Linked DNA regions of Mus musculus: all the other regions are linked to region 3. Evidence: chromatin contacts called from public HiChIP or PLAC-seq data. All regions are on one chromosome and are shown on one strand. The core of a region is the stretch at or near the end of the contact, and the rest is flanking DNA. Distances in the headings are between cores, read along the strand shown. Region 1 overlaps Glo1 (glyoxalase 1). Region 2 overlaps Btbd9 (BTB (POZ) domain containing 9). Region 3 holds the start of Glp1r (glucagon-like peptide 1 receptor). Region 4 overlaps Btbd9 (BTB (POZ) domain containing 9).

Region 1 (2,700 bases), core at 9-2,508, 290 kb after region 3:
TGTACTGGAACTTGCTGTATAGACCAGGCTGGCCTCAAACTTACAGAGATCCATCTGCCTGTTTCCCAAGTGCTGAGATTAAAAGATTAAAACTCTTGCTGGGCTATGTGCTATTTTCTACAAAGCACACCCGGATTCTGGGTATTGTTCTGTGTCAGTTGACTCCCTAGGTAACTGGGGATTTTAGGTAGCAGGCTGTTCAAACTGTAAGACTCTAGGGCCTGGGAATGTGGTGTGGTAGGGAGCATGCTTGACTTTGAATTCAGTGCTTAGCAGCAGCAACAACAACCAACAAACCCAATAAAACAAACAAACAAACAAACAAACAAACAAAAACTGAATGAATGAATGAATGAATGAACTAGAAATCTCAGGGAGATCCTTTTTTTTATAAAGATGAGAGTACACTGTTGCTGTCTTGCTGTCTTCAGACACACCAGAAGAGGGCATCAGATCTCATTACAGTAGTTGTGAGCCACCATGTGGTTGCTGGGACTTGAACTCAGGACCACTGGAAGAGCAGCCAGCCAGTGTTCTTAACCATTGAACCATCTCTCCAGCCTCAGGGAGATCTTTAAAAATATACGAAGTGCACTTTTATTGGATTTTGATTTATATTTCACAGTCTCCTAATTTCTCTTGATTTGGAATTCTCCTTTTGAGATTAGTCATTTTTGGCAAATGGGCACACCATTTGGAGATGTACAGCTAATTATATAATATATGGTGTGTGTTGAGTGTGCTAAGCCCTGGACGGATGTTTTAAGTTCATCTGTAGCAACTCTATGAGGAAAGGAGAATTGTCTCCATTTTACAAATAAGGAGACTTAGACCCAGGTACTTGAGTAACTTGCCCAGAGAAGAGCCCACATGCCCAGCCTCTTCCTTCTCCCCTTCTGAGATAACTCAAGCGTAATTGTACAACTTGTAGAGGGGCAGGGAAAAAGCCTGCAACCAATGAAATCTTAGCTTGATTATATGCTAACCGCAAAGAGCATGAAAGGCACTTTGGGGCGGGGCGAGGGGGGGGTTGACTTCATCCTATGCCAAACATATACCAGCTCCGATGGAATCGGAATTAAAGGCATTACAAAGCATTCTGGTGTACTGGTTGCTTTTGTGCCTGCTGAAAAGCAAGGAAAGCGTCATTTTGGCTCACAGTTTGAGGGTGCATTCCGTGGTGGTGGGAGGGCTCGGTGCAAGGGAGGCTCAGGAGCTTGAGGTAGCAGGTCACGTGTCTGCAGTCACGTATCCGTGACTGGCACATAGCTGGCTGGTTTCCTACTTTTACTCAGTCTGAAAGCCTAGCCCGTGGATGACGCCACCCACATTCAGGGTGGGTCTTCCCTCCTTAACCTACTCTAAAACTTTAGGTGATTCTAAATCTAGTTCCAAGTTGTCAGCAAAGATGATCTCTCCCGGTAGGAGCACAGAGAAGATGGGGGGTTTTCAAAGTTCACATCGGTGTTATGTTGTAGGCTTTGGAATCTGGAGTCCTGCCTTTGGATCCCCATCTGTGGGAGTGTCTGTGATCACTCCCATCTTGGCAGGGCTCCTGGGGCTCATAAAAGGAACATAAAGATGACTCAGCTGTTGTGAGGGTACAGTGAGACAAAATGCATTTCGCTGGTCTATGGAGATAGCACTCACGGTGGTATTTTAGCTGTTAGGGTCGAGGAATGCATTAGGAATGCATTGAGCAGAAGGTGGTGGTAGAACCATGTTTTCGTTGGATGGGATTTCCACACCCAGAGAGTTACGCAGGAGAGAGTTCAGGGGAAGGGGAGGAAATATCTTAGCAAAATGTAGTAGTGGGGTGGCAGAAGGTCATAGTATGGTGGAGTTCACATGAAGCAGGGGTAGAGAAAGCTAGCCTGGCAGATTGGGGACCAGTCATTGGGGACATTATCTTTATCATTGCTCCCTTAGACCGGTTACTCCAATCATTTCCTATGTCAAATGCTCATCACCGAGGAAAAAGAGTTGCCTTGGTCGTGGTGTCTATTCACAGCAGTAAAAGTCTAACTAGGACAGGGTGGGAGCATAAAACAACCTTTGGGGTACTCAAAATTTGACAACTCTTGTAATAATTATTTTTTTCTCATCCTATAAAGATTGGAGTGTGTGTGTGTGTGTGTGTGTGTGTGTGTGTGTGTGTGCGCTGAACCCAGAACTTTGGACTTGCTAAGCACATATGTGCTCTGAGACCGAGACACACCCCTAGGCTAGAGTTGTAGTAGAATATCATACATGTATGTAATGGCAATAAAGATACATTTGTTGGGAGAACATACCTCTTTTTCCTAAGTGATGAGCATTTGACATAGGAAATGATTGGAGTAACTGGTCTAAGGAAGCAATGATAAAGACAATGTTGAATAGGTAGGTGCACAGCGAACACATGTGCAGGGGGTTGGTTTGGTTTTATTAACCTAGGATTTTGATTTGAGAACGACCACTCCAGATTGTATTTGAATAAGCCTGCAAGAAGCAGAGAGCAGTCCAGGTGGAAGCGAGGAGGCCTTGAGCCCTGCAGTAGTTATTAGAAAGGTTTGAAGGAGAATTCCCAGGAAGGGTAAGCAGCCAAGGACTTGGTAGCATGCATGGCTGGGCTTGGATTAGAACCTCTTCAGTTCACTTTGGTTTGATATGATTTGAGTCGGGGGAGTCTGTTGAGGGCCAAAGCAGGAGCCTGTCTCA
Region 2 (2,700 bases), core at 191-2,690, 400 kb after region 3:
GGGCAGAGTCTAGTCTCCAAGCCTGTGAGCGTGTGGATGGATAAGAAAACAGCAGCAGTAAGGAACTCCACTGTGTAAGTGTGAGAGGACAAGACGCTGGAAGGACAGTGGAAGAAGCCAGAGTGGACACACCTTTGTTGTGCGTGGCAGTCACTTCCTGTCCTGCTTGCTTTGAGGACAGTATTCTGGGGGGATGTTGGTTGATGTTAGTTCAGAACTAGGCTTGTGTACCTTCAGACGTCACCCACACTGCCTGGCAGTGATTGCTTTGACCTTTAATATTTATAGCTGGAGTGGCCCAATGTACCCTATGCACTTGTCTAATTATTCCTGGGCCTGCCTTTACACTTCTGTAGGTAATACTTGTCACGTAGCAGAGTCCTCTTAACCCTCTCATCGTCCTTGAATGTAGCTGCCTGAATATTAGATTTTTCTGGAAAACTCTCTTAATATTGCTGCCCCCTCCCCCATTATTAAAGGGAGATAGGAGGAAACAAGGTTTTTAATTATTTCACCTTACAGGAATGTGTTTAAAGAGAATGATGCATACCAGTCTCATGGTTAATAAGATGATCAGTGCTTTCTTGGTGATGATTATAAATGGTACACGTCCCCAGCTCAGGGTGCTCTCTCTGGATGCAAGGTCAGCTCAGGGGAGAGTAGACCAGCAATAAAACCAGATTACTTGTCGGCTGCCAGACGTTCTGGGCAGAGTGCCAGACTTGGTTCACCTTCTGAACATTCATCTCCCAGTATGAAAATAGAGGGCTCGGTCCCTGCAAGGAATGGCAGCAATGGGACACTTGGGCTCCTTCAGTCCAGTGCTGCTGAGGACAGTGGGGAGCGGTCAGTGTGGGCTCGGTGTCTCTGACCTCATTCAAGAATGGCAGGGTTTTTCTTCATTATGCTTCAAATTATAATTTCATAAGTTAATAATTGTTCCAAATAACGTGGGTCACATGTACACATGACTACATTCTGCCTGGTGGGAAGCTATAGGTTTAATTTTGGGTAGTCATAGAAATTCTCTGCACATTATAAAGCTATTAGGACATAACAGCTGTTTTAGATCATTTCACCCTGCAAAAGAAATGCAATGCAGACTAAAATGATCAGTAATTATGTATTTTGAAAGCTAAACCTCCAGTTATAGAAAGAGCTCATTTACACATTAGATACTGATAAAAACTACAGAATTCTGTGAGTTTCAAAGTTAGTGTTATCTCCTGTCTAAGACTAGGAAAGCAAATCTGTGCCAAGGAACATCTTTCGTCCTTTGAAGTCTCCTTTGTGTTGCCCATTGTAACCGTGGAGTTGCAAATCAACAGTAGAGAAAAGCTGCTTGATATTTTTCTAAAGGAAAGCACTGAGGGACTGTTTGAGGAGTAGGACGTGGGGTTTATTTTGTGTCTGTTGATCAGCGCCTACCATCTGCCTTGCAGTTAATGTTGTAGACGCGTGCATGCGGCTCCTGGTTCTGAACAGATGACGCGCATGGCTTGTTGAGATGGCTGTGCTTTCTGTGTGTGTGTGTGTGTGTGTGTGTGTATACCTAGGGTGCTTAAAATCACACTGGAAGTGTGAAGCACATAATGAGGCTCCACTCTGGGCTCATTTGCATATTCAGCTCCCATACCCAAAACAAAGGATCAGTGGCTGGCGCTCATTTCTTTCTGCCCTCAGATCAGCTCTAACCAGCTGTCAGCAGATAGTTTGATTAAACACTTTTCTCTGTTAGAGAACTTTGGGGCACATTCTATGTGTAAACATAGATTGATTTCAAGGGACAAATTTTCAGTGCGATTCATGGATGTATCATGCCATAAGCTGCAAAACAAAAATATTTTTCTGTAAGTTTCCTTTTTACCATTGATTCTCTAGGGTGAGAGCAAGATTCCAATTCATGATTTTTGGCTGAAATCAAGGTGGTAGATGATGTATAAGCCTAGTTTAAAGAAACCAAGTAAATTTAAGGTATGGATTCATAAATTCGACTATTTCAGGAGATTTTTAAAATTTGTAATCACTTTAAAATATGACAATAGAAATTTTACTTATCTTTGACATGTTCACTAGAACATATAGTATAGTTATCTTTTTTCTAAATATAGTTATGCATAAATGTGTTATTTGTAAAAATGTTATTTAGTGGCCAAAAATATTTGGAAAGCTGTCCAAACATCAGAAATGTCAGCCATCAGAGAAATGGATCTTAAAACTGCTTTGAGATTCCATCTCACCTCAGTCAGAATTGCTTCATCAAGACATGACTGTAGGGCAGTCCTCATATACTGCTAGTGGGGGTATAAGCTGGCACAAACATGGAAGTCAGAGAAGTTTCCTTAGACAACAAAAACTAGCCCATGCTCCAGCTAAAATACTTCTAGATAGGCCCCGAAAGACTCACAGTGCACACACCACACACCTGATGTTCCTATTTGCTGCTGCATTCAAATGCAACAGCTAAGAATGGACCAACCAGCAGATGAATGGACAAGAAAATGTGGTACCTAATACAGTGGAGCTCCATTCTCTCATAAAGAGTGAAGTCATGACATCTGCAGAAAAGTGTGTGCAACCAGAAGTCATGTTAAACAAGCTAGAGTCAGACAAATATTGTCCTTCCTTATTCTCTCATACCTAATCTTACGTATGTGTGTAGGACATTGAAGTAGAGAGGGGCCATGAATGGAGGACAAT
Region 3 (2,700 bases), core at 159-2,658:
TGACCCACAGCAGCCTAGGACCAGAAGGCTCAAATCCCCACCATCCTGCCTCACAAGAAGGAACTGAGCAGCGAATCTGCGGTTGTGGCTGGAAAGATCCCAATGTCACCAGGAAAGCCATGGCCTGCAGGGGAACAGAGAGGCAGTGCCAGAGACTGGGAAGGTATCTCTTGGGGACAGTTGGCCCTGGAGAACAGGGAGAGGATTAATCTGGGAAAGGGTTTGGGAGCTGAGACAGTGCACTTCCTGGGGAGGCACCTCTGTCCACAACTCGGTTCTCAGCCAGGGCTGAGGTCTGTGCCCTCCTATGTCAGACCAAGCTCAAACGGATGCAGGCCCACTCCCCAACGGTTAAGCCCTTTAGCTCTGGAGGTGGACACAAGACATGATGTGTAAAGTACTCCCTTCTATAGGAACACTGCCCAGCCTTGGGCCTCTTCTATGCAAGGGTATCCTGGCACATTTGAACAACCGCCCTCCATACAAGCAGCTGGCCATCATGGCCAGGGCAGGAGCCTGGGGCAGGATTCACAGGCAGGTCAGAGAGAGTCAGAGAAGAGCCCACAAGAGTCCAGCTGCGACCTAGTCTTTGGCGACACCAAGGAGGTTGGATGTTCCGGTGACCCTCGGTATTCTTTCTGGTGGGTTATTAATCCAAGGGGGTCTAGGATGGGTATTAGCCGAGTGTATGAGAGGGCCTGGCTGATCCAGAAGAAACAGGGAACCTGCTGCATGTTTGCTGCAGAGGCTGGGGTGGAGGTGGCAAGTCAGTGCCACCTGGGAGGTCATCAGGAAGGACAACAGGCTGCAGGGTCCCTGGGGCTATGAGTCAAAGACTGTGATGAGGTGATGGGAGGAAGCTGCATTTCTACAACCAGGCCCCTTCGGTCCTCTAGAGCTTCCTGGGTACCCCATACACAAGGAAGCCCAGGAGGAGTGCAGGGGAAGGCACCGCAGGGGTTCTGAGTACAGAGGGAAGGCAGAGTGCCAGTGGGTTTGGAAAAGGAGTTGGGAAAGTAATAAGGGACAAAGACGGGTCGCAGAAGTCAGAGCAGGGCAACCCTGGGGCAGCTGGTGCCCTGACAGAGCAGCTGGAGCCGAGAAGTGAGGCAGCTCTTCAGGATGAGGGTAGTCACCTCATGTCCAATCCCCACCTGGACTCCTCAACTCCTCTGTCTCTTCCTCGCCTGAGCCTTGCACTTCCCCTGTCTGGGGTCCCGGAGTTTCTGCTCAAGTCCAGGAGCCCCTCCGCTAGCTCTTGTGCCCGCAGAACACCGCAGCGTCCCCCTCCCATTTGTCACCGGGGTTCCCAGGGCTCACCTGAGGGCGGGGGCCGGCCCTGCCCACCGCCCCGAGCAGCAGGAGCGCCAGGCGCAGGAGGCTTGGGGTGCTGGCCATGGCTGGGCGCTCAGGACTGGGTCATAGCTGCCACCTGCGGAACCGCGCGCCGCGACTGATCCCTGCCGGGCTGCGGGGGGAGGAGCTGGCGTGGGGCCGCCCCGCCCGTCCGCAGGAGGGATCGGGCGGGGTCCCTGTCCTCTTCCGCCTGGGTTTCAGGAGGCCCGGGGCCAGACCGGCCTCCAGCGTCCCGGGCCAGGAGATGTTCGGCGCTGTGCTCCCCGCGGGCTCCACTCAGGTTTAAGAGCCGCAGGAGCGGAGCTTCTAGCTCTGAGCGCCTGTGGTGCCTGCGCCTGGCCAGCTCGCTGCGACCAGTGGAGCCCGCCTCCCACCCCCGCACCCCGATCTCCTCCTGGCTCCCCCTCAACTAAGGAAAGCCACGCCCCCACCGAGTCAGTGCTTCCAAAAGGAAACTGAGGCCAGGAAAGGTGTAGGATTGGTACAAGGTCATAGTGTTGGTCAGACTTCTGGAAAGTATCCCACAAGCTGCTAGTTACTAGGGAAGAAAGATCGGACTAGTTGGGTGCCACCTACTTCCCCAATCCTCTCCTCATCCCAAGCCCAGCCTTCTGGGCCTGCACAGCAGTCAAGGTGGTAGGGATCAGGACAAGAGATCCCAGAAGAGTCCTTAGGGTCCTTTCTATCTAAAACTTTAGAAATTGCAGGGTGAAGAGGGTTGAGGCTGGATTCTGTTTTTCTAGAACTTTCCAAATGTTCCCTGTCCACCCCTTGCTGTCCCTGGGCCTGCTACAATGTGTGCCCTGACTAGCTTACCCTATGCACTTCAGTCTGTCTTCCTACACCACACCTTTGCCCTTGGCTGCAGTACAGGTCGGGAGAGCTCCAGACTCCTACCTCTTCTGTGAGTTAATAAGTGGGACAGGCAAGCCGAGGTGTACCACTAACCTCTTGAGGAAGGCAAGAGGATGCACCCCCCCCCCACCATGAACTAGTATAAGGAAGTTGGGTGTGGCTCTACTCAGCCCTGGACCTGCCTAGGGCTAGTCTGGACCATTCTGGAAGAGAAGAGAGATTGGATGCATAGCTGCAACTCTTAGAGATTACAGAACTTCCCAAAGTCCTGCAGGAAGTGGGTCTATACATCCAGTGCTCAATCCCGCGGAGGGAGACAGCCAAGAGAGGTGCGGAGCGCGCTCCACTCAGAGAGAGAAGCTCCCTTCTGGTGAGCTCTGCCTTTGAGTCCCTTGTTTTAGCCCCAGCCTGAGGTCAAGCAGGTTCCCCCTGTGTGCCACACAGGCTTGGCTGTTTAGCTGTCAGGACCATCCATCCAAATAAATGATC
Region 4 (2,700 bases), core at 122-2,621, 450 kb after region 3:
CAGAAGCATTTTGTATTAGCTTGAGGGAGCTGCTTCCTGCCACCTCAGGAAAACTATTTGGCTCTAGAAAACTGTTGACACACAGAAAGAGAGTACCGGATACTTTATGACCCTAACTTGCTGTTACAATGCTCACAGGTTGTGTAACAGAAGAGTGTCCCGTGATTTTTATGATCTTGTTTAAATTTGAACGTTTAGGAGTCAGTTGTCAGTTTCTACTGCAGAAGGCCAGCCACTGGCCTGGGACTGGAGGGATCCACTCGCTTCTCCTGAAGCCCTGAACCCGTGTGAGGCTCTGTCTGTCTCCTGTCCCTCAGAGCTTGTCTTAGAAGGAACAAATGAGATTTGAATAAAGAGGTTTAAATTTTGTGAGGGAAAAGTAACAGTGGGAAGATAGTATGACATGATAAATGTGACGAGATAAGCACTCGTGTTAAAAATAAATAAATAGGGCTGGTGAGATGGCTCAGTGGGTAAGAGCACCCGACTGCTCTTCCGAAGGTCCAGAGTTCAAATCCCAGCAACCACATGGTGGCTCACAACCATCCGTAACGAGATCTGACGCCCTCTTCTGGAGTGTCTGAAGACAGCTACAATGTACTTCCATATAATAAATAAATAAATCTTTAAAAAAAAAAAATTAAATAAATAAATGAATAAATAAATAAATAAATAAAGGCGCTCATGTTACTCCCTTTGTTCAGTGTGAAAAGAATGGAACAGTGGCCTCTGAGACTTGCATTTTGAACACTTGGCCACTGGAGGGCGCTATGCCACTGCAAACCACTTTTTTCAAGGGAGAAGTCATCAACTCTCATTTTTCTTCAAAGATAAAGGATTCATATTCTTGTAATACTGAATCCGTTCATACTTAACATTCAGCCTTTAGCTGTGGAAACTTGTTTGAATGACAGTAATGGCTTCATTTCAAGTTATTTAAATGTTTAATGCTGTGTAATTTACACAAATGTGTATAATCCTTTATTTAACTAGATGAAAATAATATACTGTTAACATTGTTTTTTAGCATTAATTAATGTGACTAATTATAACAAAAACCACTAAATCAGTTTCATTGCATGATCAGACTACAGAGAGGCTTCCGTCAAGCCCAGGCTGGCACAAGTCAATGCTGTCCTCAGCCCTGCCCCCTCCCCCCCATTCCACACTCTGTTTTTATTTTAAATTTGCATTCAGTGTAACTACGGCTACACTAGGTTAACTGGAGGTCCTTTTCTGCTAAAACTCATTCTTTCAATGAAGGAGGTTCATAGTACTGTTCTTCTTAAATGAAAATTACTCTCAGTATTTAAACAGAGAGAAGGAATGTCCCATGTGACAGCCCTTATCCTGGCACCTGCAAGACGAATGAGAACTCTCTTTTCTCAGGCATCCTGCCGGAGGACCCTGTGAGCCCAGCCCATGCCACCATTGACTCTCAGTAGTCAGCAAAGCAAATGCCCCGCTGTTCTCCAAGCTCTGACTGCTCTCAGAAATCAGATGAGTCCAAGTCAAAACCAGACGACAGGTTTGTGGCAGCTGGCTTGCACTGCTGTGATGTGTTCCACCAAAACTGCCCATTACAGCCCTCTGTCTGTAGACACAAGTCATTCTTTCTCAGTAAACACTGTTTCTGCAGGTGCTGGAGAAAGAAACTTTTGCTCTCTCAAAATAATTGTTAGCTCGAAACAAGCTATCTTACTTTCCTAAACTCTGGAGATTTTGTTCATAATTCGAAGAAATTTTAAGCGCTAAAGTACATAAATATCTCCTTATTTTTAGATAAAATTCTACATTTAAATTGTTTAGGTTTTCCAAAATCCTATAAACAAGGTTCATCAACTGTTTATCATACTTTTATATCATTGTAATTTTTATGTGCATGGCAATATTTTGGGAATGAAATTTTAAATGGAAAGCTTGAAAGGTGATTTTGTACGGAAAATGCAGTCTTTCAGCACACTGAGGGTTAACAGGTTTTTAATGAATTCATGTTTGTGTACATTGTAATTTTCCTTACCATACTATAAGTATTACGTTGTTTGTGTGCTGTGTGTTTGTGTACCTGTGCACACACAAGCTCTCCCACAAAGTATCATTGTCCGGTGTCACCGCTAATTGAACCACAGTGTGCTGGCTCTCGGGTAGAAGCTGAGGAGCTTCTGAAGGAGGCTGCTGGAGAGTGAGTGATGCAGGGTTTAGATTATGTTACCTCCCTCCTCTGCTCCTGGAGCTCTTCTCTGCATTTGATCCTTGCACACACTGTCTTAGTAGGTGGACGTGTCAGCCCCCTTTTACTGCTGGAAATGGAGGGTACAGCTCCAGTCTCCTGCTCCTGTAACTGTCAGCCCTCCCACCATCTTCCTCCTGTAAAAGGTGCCCGCCCACCGGCTGAATGGCAACAGATACTGGAGGCCTGGTGGGGTCTCTGGTGGGAAGTCTGGCCTTTGTTTCTCTCTGCCTTACACATTGCCTTAGGCTGTTCTGTGTGTGGGTTTTCCTCTAAATGAGATCTGGTTATTCTTTTCCCATGTTATCCATGACAAAGCAAGCAGTGAAGGAATTTTACTTTAGTGGGAATTTAACCCTGACCAAAAAGCTTCTTTCATGATAGTCTTACCCTCCCCATAGTTTGGAAAGTAGTCTCTCAACATGAAAGACAATAAACAGGATTGAAAATGGAACCGGACAGAGAAGAGA

The links. HiChIP or PLAC-seq counts read pairs in DNA pulled down with a chosen protein or histone mark.
Region 1: an H3K4me3 HiChIP or PLAC-seq map of embryonic stem cells shows a contact between it and region 3, with 5 times the contacts expected there. The contact joins the enhancer-like site here to the promoter of Glp1r in region 3. A contact is called at or near these places in 2 of 39 promoter capture datasets (the 3T3-L1 cell line and embryonic stem cells), 1 of 484 Hi-C or Micro-C datasets (the N1E-115 cell line) and 3 of 115 datasets of contacts at active chromatin or transcription factors (all in embryonic stem cells).
Region 2: a contact with region 3 is called in an H3K4me3 HiChIP or PLAC-seq map of embryonic basal ganglia, with 4 times the contacts expected there. The contact joins the enhancer-like site here to the promoter of Glp1r in region 3. A contact is called at or near these places in 3 of 39 promoter capture datasets (the HPC-7 cell line, cranial neural crest and embryonic stem cells) and 4 of 115 datasets of contacts at active chromatin or transcription factors (embryonic basal ganglia, embryonic stem cells and neural progenitor cells).
Region 4: an H3K27ac HiChIP or PLAC-seq map of neural progenitor cells shows a contact between it and region 3, with 11 times the contacts expected there. The contact joins the enhancer-like site here to the promoter of Glp1r in region 3. A contact is called at or near these places in 9 of 39 promoter capture datasets (3T3-L1-derived adipocytes, the SN4741 cell line, cancer-associated fibroblasts and 5 more), 2 of 15 datasets of contacts at CTCF or cohesin (embryonic stem cells and stem cell-derived epiblast-like cells), 46 of 484 Hi-C or Micro-C datasets (2-cell embryo, the C2C12 cell line, CD4 single positive thymocytes and 27 more), 11 of 115 datasets of contacts at active chromatin or transcription factors (the HPC-7 cell line, the SCID.adh cell line, differentiating embryonic stem cells and 4 more) and 1 of 9 other capture datasets (embryonic stem cells).

Annotation. Positions count from the first base shown.
Region 1 is chr17:30,608,344-30,611,043 of GRCm38.p6, reverse strand. The region is part of intron 1 of Glo1 (glyoxalase 1); the gene reads left to right. Among named protein-coding and RNA genes, the nearest start is that of Glo1, 3.0 kb to the left of the region's middle. Within about 2 kb of position 1,258, at least 56 of the 459 cell types and tissues checked have an H3K27ac peak or open chromatin away from gene starts, as enhancers often do. A contact at or near this core is called in embryonic stem cells, where this site is marked.
Region 2 is chr17:30,496,546-30,499,245 of GRCm38.p6, reverse strand. All of the region lies in intron 6 of Btbd9 (BTB (POZ) domain containing 9), which reads left to right. Among named protein-coding and RNA genes, the nearest start is that of Btbd9, 78 kb to the left of the region's middle. Within about 2 kb of position 1,440, at least 42 of the 459 cell types and tissues checked have an H3K27ac peak or open chromatin away from gene starts, as enhancers often do. A contact at or near this core is called in embryonic basal ganglia and neural progenitor cells, where this site is marked.
Region 3 is chr17:30,900,575-30,903,274 of GRCm38.p6, reverse strand. It overlaps Glp1r (glucagon-like peptide 1 receptor), which reads right to left and starts at 1,408. Exons shown (of 13, transcript NM_021332.2): 1 at 1,321-1,408. The coding sequence starts at 1,398.
Region 4 is chr17:30,453,107-30,455,806 of GRCm38.p6, reverse strand. The region is part of intron 6 of Btbd9 (BTB (POZ) domain containing 9); the gene reads left to right. Among named protein-coding and RNA genes, the nearest start is that of Btbd9, 120 kb to the left of the region's middle. Within about 2 kb of position 1,371, at least 11 of the 459 cell types and tissues checked have an H3K27ac peak or open chromatin away from gene starts, as enhancers often do. A contact at or near this core is called in the G1E-ER4 cell line, the SCID.adh cell line and neural progenitor cells, where this site is marked.